Regions from separate parts of the Bicyclus anynana genome. Here region 1 is linked to region 2. A link is a contact called in public Hi-C data. All regions are on one chromosome and are shown on one strand. Each heading gives the region's core, a stretch centred on a gene start, on an enhancer-like site or on the middle of the called end of the contact. The rest is flanking DNA. Distances are from core to core; before and after follow the strand shown. Region 1 holds the start of LOC112058363. Region 2 holds the start of LOC112058353 (kelch-like protein 10).

Region 1 (4,569 bases), core at 893-3,392, 250 kb before region 2:
GCTTGATACATCACTAGCATTATTCTGGTATTCATTTGAATGTGGAGTTATTTGAACATCATTATCTTTCAATGGAGTTTCTTTATTAGGAGTCTTATGTACAATAGATGTGCTCCTTAAATCTTCAAATAGAGAATTAGTTTTAACAGGAGTTGATTTTTTGTTCTTTTTATTTGCATTTCTCTCAACAACTTCTTTAATGAAGGATATAATACTTGTCTGTTTCAAATTGGAGGTATTATCTACTTGAGGTAATGGATCATTTACTTCTGGCACCATGTTTGTGTACACATGCTTTTTCTTACTATTGTCATCATTGAAATTAATAAATGAGCTTTCAAATGCTGGTGTCATATTCGATTTGACATATGTGTTGACCTGCCACTTGATAGGTAAACTACCAAACTCTGCCCTCCAAGGACTAGCCTGAGGATGTCTCACAGATACATTCATACTGCTACAGGCTACAGGAACTTCATCAAAGAAACTTACATCTTCACGTAAGTTAAGAGGATCAGCAATGTTGCTCTGGTCTTTATTGGTATTACAATTATTTTCATTCACAGGTGTTTTTGGTCGGCATGGTGAGTTAACAGGTGAATAATCAAAAGAATGATCATCTTCCATAATTTGAAAATCACGAGCAATGTCTTCTACTCTGACTGAATTATAATTTTTTTCTGCAGCCTCACTGTGATCTGCAACTGAACTGAAATTATTAATGTGGACAGGTGATTTTGTTATGAGATTGTTAACAACATTCTTAACATTTTCTTTAACAGTCGTTGCTACTTCTTGATTTTGTTTGACTGTGTCAGTATTAGATTTTGATGAGACAACATTTTTCAATGCAGCCAGAGCTTTAGCTAGATTCTTGTCATAATTAGTCTTTATAGTAACAGTCTGAGGTTTAGTTTTCCCAGTTTTAGGTTTAGGTTTCCTTGGAGCCTGCTTCTTCTTTTTCTTAGCTGGACGAGGTTCTTCATCAGGATCAAAAGTGAATTCATATACATCAAGTTTACTTGAGTCTCTTTTTCGCCTATTCTTATCATCCAATAATCTTATAGATGTGTTTTTGTTTGTGGCTTTTTCTGAAGCCCTTGCTTTAAATATTTTGTCAGGTGTGCTAACTGATGTATTTGGTGATTTCTTATCTTTGTTCTTTTTGGCATTATTGTTAGGATCAGCAATAATCTTTTGTATTTCATTGTTTTTCAGAGCTCTTTGTCTAGGAGCTTTCTTGTGCAATACTGGTGAAACATTTAAAGAATCTTCACCATTTTCTTTGTTTATCTTCTTGGTCTTAGTTGCTAAAGGGGTACTAGCATTAATAGGTTGTAATGGTACATACTTGTTAGGGCTAACTGAGTGGTCTTCATATTTGGTTGGGAGCCGACAAATTCTCTTTGGCCTGTTGTTCACTAAGCTACAATCGAGAGTTTTAACAGGACTTTTAGTTAGTGTTAACAAGTTTACCTTTTTCACTGGTGATGTTTTCTTTTTAGCTAAAACTGTCGCTTTACATGCTGGATTCTGCGTTACTGGTTTGTTGCCAACTTTAGACTTTGTTAGTGGTTCAGAAATTTGAAATCCTGGAGATTCTACTTTAGTTGGTGATGAAATTAAACTGTTTGATAGATTCACTAAGGTACTATTATCCTTATACCGAGTTGGTAGACATCGAGCGCGACGCGGTCTTGCCGTATAGTCCTCGCAAACATCTTTTATTTTCTTATTAGTCACACTTCCTACAGGATTTGTAAGTTTTTCTGAAAGTGAAGCATTATCATCGGACGCCGAATTCGTTTTATCCGCTAAAGGTTTTCTCGCTTTCAAAGCTTTACCCGTCACTTTAGACGCTTTAGTTGTTCTTACTACACTTATGTTTTCTTTCGAAGCCTTTGTAGCTCTAGCGCTTCTTGTTTTGGATGGCATGGCGCAGACTACGTTTACTGTATTACATTTCAGATTAGCACACGAAAATGATTGCGAGAATAACCATTTATGCTGATTATTTCACTTAATACTATGTTTAGACTTACAGGAATCAAGTTTTGTATATTAATAAAAGTTGCTTGCTTTTCTAAAATTTAGATTATTTTCGCTCGTTTTTTTTCGTTTGACAAATGACAATGACAAGACAAATGACAAAGACAAAACAAACCAAAAATAACTTCCACAGGTTATAAATTAAACAAAACAATAGACAATATTGTTTTATTTTTACGGCTCTGAGTACTAGCTAATTTAAGCCTCAATAATCTAAATAATTATTATGTGCTGCACGTTAAACAATACCAAAACGTAACGTTGAAGTAGGGAGTAGTAGTAATAATGTTTGATACTCCAAATCCCTCCATAACGCCCCAATATTTTAAAAAGTTTGCTGGTCACGTTTTCTCTGTCTACGATTAACGATGGGGCAGGGCAACATTTAAAGTTGCCCCTTGAAAAAAATTAAACCGTTGTTTTTCAGCTTCATTTGTGGTCTGTGGTAGAGGTGAGTCGTACTCGCTAAAACTTTTTAGCCGTTTGTGCTAAAACGCGTACTGAGTGTTACGAGTACGAGTACGCCGAGAGACGCGCTCCAAAGACTAGCTCCACGAGTATTTAGAAGTACGAGCCATTAGGACCTATAGAATAGATACGTACTCCTAAATACTCAGTGGCCAGCGATTTTACGTCATATTATCTGATACTGAGCGTACATTAATTTCAAACGAGTTTTACGTAGTCATTTGGACTAGTGGTATGTACGCACGGTACAAAAAAATTGAATCCTGAGTTCGATCCCGGGTAACAGAAAATCATTTTTGTCTTTTTATTTTGTTTTTTTCAATTGGTTTCTTCAACTATTTTTGGTTTTTGTAATGCACAAAAAAAAGAAAAAAAATTGCAAACAAAAATATTTCAGTCATTAATTTCAAAATTTCAATTTAATTTTATTATTTAGTTATTTCTTTTAATATTACCTCATGATACTGTCGGGTTACATTAACTTGTTACTTTAGCGGATAAATAATCATACTAAAACAAATAAACATTATGTTTTTAAAATAAGGATTAAAATCAGGGACTCCAAATATTGGAGTATTAAGAGTATTAAGTGTATACTGCGTTAAAAAATCGGTCTTATGTTTGATAAAGTAAAGACAATTTTTCATCGGCAATGGGACGTCACTCACACATTCTTAAACGAACGCGTCCGGGAACGCGTCTCGCGATGTTTTGTCTGTTGGAGTATGAAGTGTTTATTGCGTTGAAAAACCGGTCTTATGTCTAGACAACAAAGTCTATTTTCTTTCGGCATTGATAGAAGTCTCTCACTCACACATTACTAATCGAACGCGTCTCTGAACACGTCCCGCATTGGTTGGACCGTTAGAGTATTTGCGAGTATTGGACTCGCACTCTGTTGACGTCTTGCGCTCCTCGGTACTCGGTACTTCTAAATACGCTTAATACGTGTATAAGTCCCTGCTCCGTACTCGTACGCCATACGTCTTCCAACAAACCTAGTGTTAAGACCTGCTCCAGTATATACGCCTCACCTCTAGTCTGTGGTTTTTCAGCTTACGCTCGAGCCGTTTACTTTTAAAAATTGACTTTTAAATTTCTTGAATCATGATTGTTTTTTCGTTATAAACAGGCAAAAAGAGTGATAAGTAAAATTAAAATATAATGAATTAGCGCTAATTAGCTTGTACTTTGTGCTTACTTTACTGTGTTACCACTTTAAAGTATACGGAATTACAGGGTTCGTTACAACGTGCAATCAGAATCACACTTTAGTAAGTAATGTTTCTACGGTCGTATTTACTAAAAAATAAATGTTAATTATATGATGATGAATTAGTTTTAGAAAGCTGTCGGCACTGGCTAGATGCAAAGATATTAAAAATTAAAAAATTGAAATAAGTCTGACGTTGTCTGACTATCGGCCATCAATGGAACATGTAAAATAGTTTAGCTGGTGTGGACTGAGATTGGATTAGTTTAGCCAAGGACTATATTTTACACAATGTCAGACTCTGATTCGAAGTGCATAGACACAGTGCAGGTGGCTCTGAGGATCAGGCCACTGATGCGGAATGAGACTGACAGAGGTTGTGACGAGTGTATAGAAGTGGTGCCCGGGGAGCCTCAAGTGCAAATAAAGGATCTCTGCTTCACATTCAACTATGTGTTCGCACAACACATCACTCAACAGGAGTTCTATGATACAGCAGTTAAAGGACTTATTGGCAAACTATTTCAAGGTAGGTATTACTGATTTGACTTATCTATAACTAGCCGACGCCCTGTGAGAACACAGGGATAAAATATAGCCTATGACACTCACAAATGTGGCTTTCTAGTGGTGAAAGAATTTTCAAAATCGGTTCTGTAGATCCAAAGATAATAACATTCTTCCAAACAAATTTTGGACCACAGTAGCCAATCTTATGTTGAGATTAACCAAGATATATAATAGTGTAAAAGTTTGTGCACAAACACAGGTACACACTATTCCTTCACTAAACCAGTGGTGCTAAAATATGACTAAACTATCGAAACTGAACTAGTGAA
Region 2 (4,102 bases), core at 415-2,914:
GTACGTAAACATGTGATAGGGCTGCCTGGCTCCAGCATTTTAATTACATTTGCCAACTTTGTATTTCTATTTAGTTTTGTGATTGTAAATATACTTTTTTTATGTAAACAAATAAAATATTTTGTAAATTGTAGTAAAATAGGAAGTGATCAATAAAATGCGTGTTGTTTTTTGATTGGTAGATTAAAATAAGGCTGATAATAATCAATGACCTTGAAGGATAGGTCGTATTCATATGTTTATTTTGGTGATGCCATCTAGGTATTACCTCCACACTACGTGACCAAATATTAAAAAAGCGGTCAAGTGCGTGTCGGGCCACGCGCAGTGTAGGGTTCCGTAGATTATGTTAGCCTTTAATCCCTTATGTTTTTCTCAATTTCAAAGCCTTTATTATTCCTTACATTATTACATTAAACAAGTTTTTCAATAAATAAGAGTAACAGTTTTAATTTTTTTTTATGTTAGTATATTGTTAGTGTATCATCTGTTTCTGTTGTTCTGTTAGTGTATCTGTTTCTGTTGTTGTTGTTCTGTCAAACTACTGCTTGCATATTTACTGTGACATTGCTTAGACTATCCACAGATTAAATACATAGAATATTCGATTACTCATCGATGTTTGGCTGTTTCGTCAAAAGAATCGATTCTTTTTATAAATTATTTTTATTAAAAATTTGATAAAATTAAGGTTTAAATACTTTCAAATGAAACATTACTCCATATTTTACTAAACTACAAGTTTTTGACCTTTTTTATGCCAAACCGGCATTTTTAGGGAGCTCCTTACACGACGATTACAACAATGAAACATCGATTCTTTAGCAACAGTTTTTATAAACGCATTAGATCATAGATTTTTGATCTTTGCCAGAGGGGTAACGGTTAGCGAACCACGTCCAGTTATTAATGGTCTAAGCGAATAGCGTAATTCTATGAAATAGAGCCGCGATATGCCAGTGGATATGACATCTGCTTTCGATTCGGAGGGCGTAGGTTCGAATCCGGTCCGGGGCATGCACCTTCAACTTTTCAGTTATTTGCATTAAAATGAAATATCACGTGTCTCAAACAGTGAAGGAAAAACATCGTAAGGAAACCAGAAGATAAGAAGATAATTCTATCTTAATTATTATTTACCTGTGTGAAGTCTGTCAATCAACATTGGGCCAGCATGGCGGACTATTAGCTAACCCGCTAGCAAGAGTATGGGTTGTTAATGATGAATTCCATGATTCAATTTATGTAGTGCGACATAAAAGAGACTGTAGAAGTTAATAAAAATGAATGGAACTAATAATCTGAGTGGCAGCATCACATTATCACAAAGATCTATTATTTAATTATTATCAAGTATCAAGGTAGTTGCGGTCCTAAGTGGATGACAGAACACAGGGTTACGCCACAGACAGTACATCTTGTACACATATATATGTACAAGAAGAACGACAATAAAGGTGATTAAAGCGCCCGCCGCCGTCATTCATTTTCTACTCTTTTGTGTCGCTTAGGGACACATTGTAGAAAAACCGACAAAAATATTTAATATCCATTCAAAATCCGAGTTCCAAAAGGGTAAACAAAAAACCCCATATACGAACTTTAACTTTGAAAACGAAATTTTCACTGTTGCATATAATAATCACTCATAAAGGTCTTATTTATTAAAGTGAATCATTTGAAGTTTATATTATACATAAAAGTAACTCAAAATTAGTAGTTTAAAGTAATATTTTAACGAAACACTAAAACATGCCGTAAATGAAGTCACAGACGAATAACTAACTGAATACCTTTGACAAGTTTGACATACAAAATTGACAGATGTACTAGGGCTTGAAATTAATAATGAACCATAGAGTGAATGATAGGAACCATCAAAATCGATTATAAAATCAAATATTTTTTAATGTGGTCTTGTAATGAAATAAAACAAAATAAATTAGCCTTCTATTTTTTACTATTAATACACAGATTAATGAATATTATACAGATGGAACGTACGGAACATGACGTTGTCGTAGCTGCAACAAATACGAAATAAAAAATGGATACATTCTGTCATTCGAGTCAGTACGACACGAACCGTCGCATCAGTAATTTTCAATATTATTTAAGAAAAATGGCGAGCGATTTCAGTCTTTACTTTCATTAGTCAGACTCTAATTGGTCTTAAAACTATACAATATGTTAAACGCTAAAAAAATATAATGCAATTGACAAAGCTTTACTTGTATATTAATAAATACAGTGGTTAATTAAAGATTGAACAGGCATTAAAATTTCGAATTCACTTTTAATTTGGTGATAATAATATTTATTCTCTCCAAAAATGCAATGCTCTTAAGTGTAATACCGGCGGATTAATTAATATTTTCATGATTGTTCATTCATGATTCAAGTAGGCAATAATTTAATTTTTGATAAAATCCTCGTATTTTTTTATTATAATGATATTTAATACATATAACTGTCCTAAAAATACCATCTCCTTGAAAATATTTTCAAAAGTTGGTAACACCGTCAAGCGCCAAGCGTCAAAATCAAAGAGTTTAATAAGTATTTCAAAATCATCATTCGTTTCGCTGCTTCTCTTGATGTTGTACGTTTCGGATGTTTTCTGGTGCCCTTTATTTATTATTTGGATTTTGGCTTGTTTATTGAATTTCTGTTTGCTCTACGATTGGACTGGACTACTACCTGGATTGACGATTTGCTTTTCTTCACGGACATTTGACAACACAACAAGATGGCGGCCTTGCAGCAAATAAAGATGCAATGACATTGATCTGTCAAATGTTTAACAAGTGACTGAGTCACTCATGTGGAAGAACGTAGAACTATCAAAAGTTGCTTAAAGTGTTTTTTAGATAGCATGGGTACGGTGACAGTTGCCATAAAATGATCATAATACATACTATCGTGAATCGCGGCGAAAGTTAAACGAACTGTCACCGTACCCATGCTATCTGAAAAACACTATAGATCCTAATACTCTAGAATATTAACATTATAATTCATTATATTCGATCTAGTATACTGTTCAATGTCCTGACTGGTTAAAAACGGCATAAAGAAAATAAATAAAGATCCGTATTCAAAGATCTATAATTTACATGCTGTTTACAACGTCTCAAGGTAATTTATAACATAATTGAAACGGTTAGTATTTGCAGCAGTTGGTTGATTATTCATTCAATCGTTCATACACTAATAATCAATTCATGTTTCACTTCACTATGGCTACAGTGACAAACAGTGACAGTTGATCTGACGCCATATTTGTTATGGTTTCTGGAACTCGGATTTTGAATAGAGTTTACTAACTTATTTAAGTAAACTGTTCCAAACTGCAGTTGGCGCTTCAAACACAAAAAAACTTCAAAAATCTTCAAGTGGGCTCTTTTTTCCCATAAACTTATTATACTCTTTGATCTGTGCAGTGTGGTCGTAGTTTATATATCTAAGGGTCGTAGTATTTAATAATCTGTGAGTGTGCTCTATTCTTTACTCTATGGCTAGTTAAAAAAAAAAATAGTGCTGAGGTGCAGTCTTTCATGTTTTCGCGATAATTTATTTTGAATCTTTTGTGTTCGGGTTGTAATAATTAACAAACAAATGACTGCTGCTACAGCATCAGCTGCAACCGTAACCGTTGACGAGGACCTAGAAGAATGTGGACCCCAGTTAATTACAAAATTAGAAGTAAAAATCTTGTGTTGCCTATTCCCGCGCTGCACATTATTTAGTCTAGTTTAGACATTAATAATAATCTCTTGGCGCTAAATGTTTGAATTGTTATATATAAATTTATAATTTTATATTAAATATGTACTGTTCAACTTCGTGTAACGTTTTAATTTCTACTGTTCTGTCTTCTGTCTATTTGCTTTAGTTCTATTGGATTGGTTACAACTGTTGGATTTTGATTTTTACGTATTTAGCTATTTAGCATTGAGAAAACAACCATAATGTACTGCAGGCAACGATATATTTTCATATTAGATATTATGTAATGACTAACGTTCCTATAAAATCACCGTAAACCGTAAATAGTTATCCGAAATTAGCTACTCCACTCCACATAGCGCAAACATGCACA

What was found. A called contact is a pair of places that touch in the nucleus more often than the background predicts.
Region 1: a Hi-C map of whole body shows a contact between it and region 2, with 4 times the contacts expected there. The contact joins the promoter of LOC112058363 here to the promoter of LOC112058353 in region 2. A contact is called at or near these places in 2 of 2 Hi-C or Micro-C datasets (whole body and whole larva).

The regions. Positions count from the first base shown.
Region 1 is chr21:8,072,030-8,076,598 of ilBicAnyn1.1, reverse strand. It overlaps LOC112058363, which reads right to left and starts at 2,142. Exons shown (of 3, transcript XM_024099134.2): 1 at 1-2,142. The coding sequence starts at 1,935. LOC112058362 (chromosome-associated kinesin KIF4) reads left to right here and starts at 2,888. Exons shown (of 20, transcript XM_024099133.2): 1 at 2,888-3,791; 2 at 3,857-4,259. The coding sequence starts at 4,022.
Region 2 is chr21:7,822,454-7,826,555 of ilBicAnyn1.1, reverse strand. LOC112058353 (kelch-like protein 10) reads right to left here and starts at 1,664. Exons shown (of 5, transcript XM_024099120.2): 1 at 1-1,664. It overlaps LOC112058351 (DNA repair protein RAD51 homolog 1), which reads left to right and starts at 3,519. Exons shown (of 7, transcript XM_024099116.2): 1 at 3,519-3,705. The coding sequence starts at 3,619.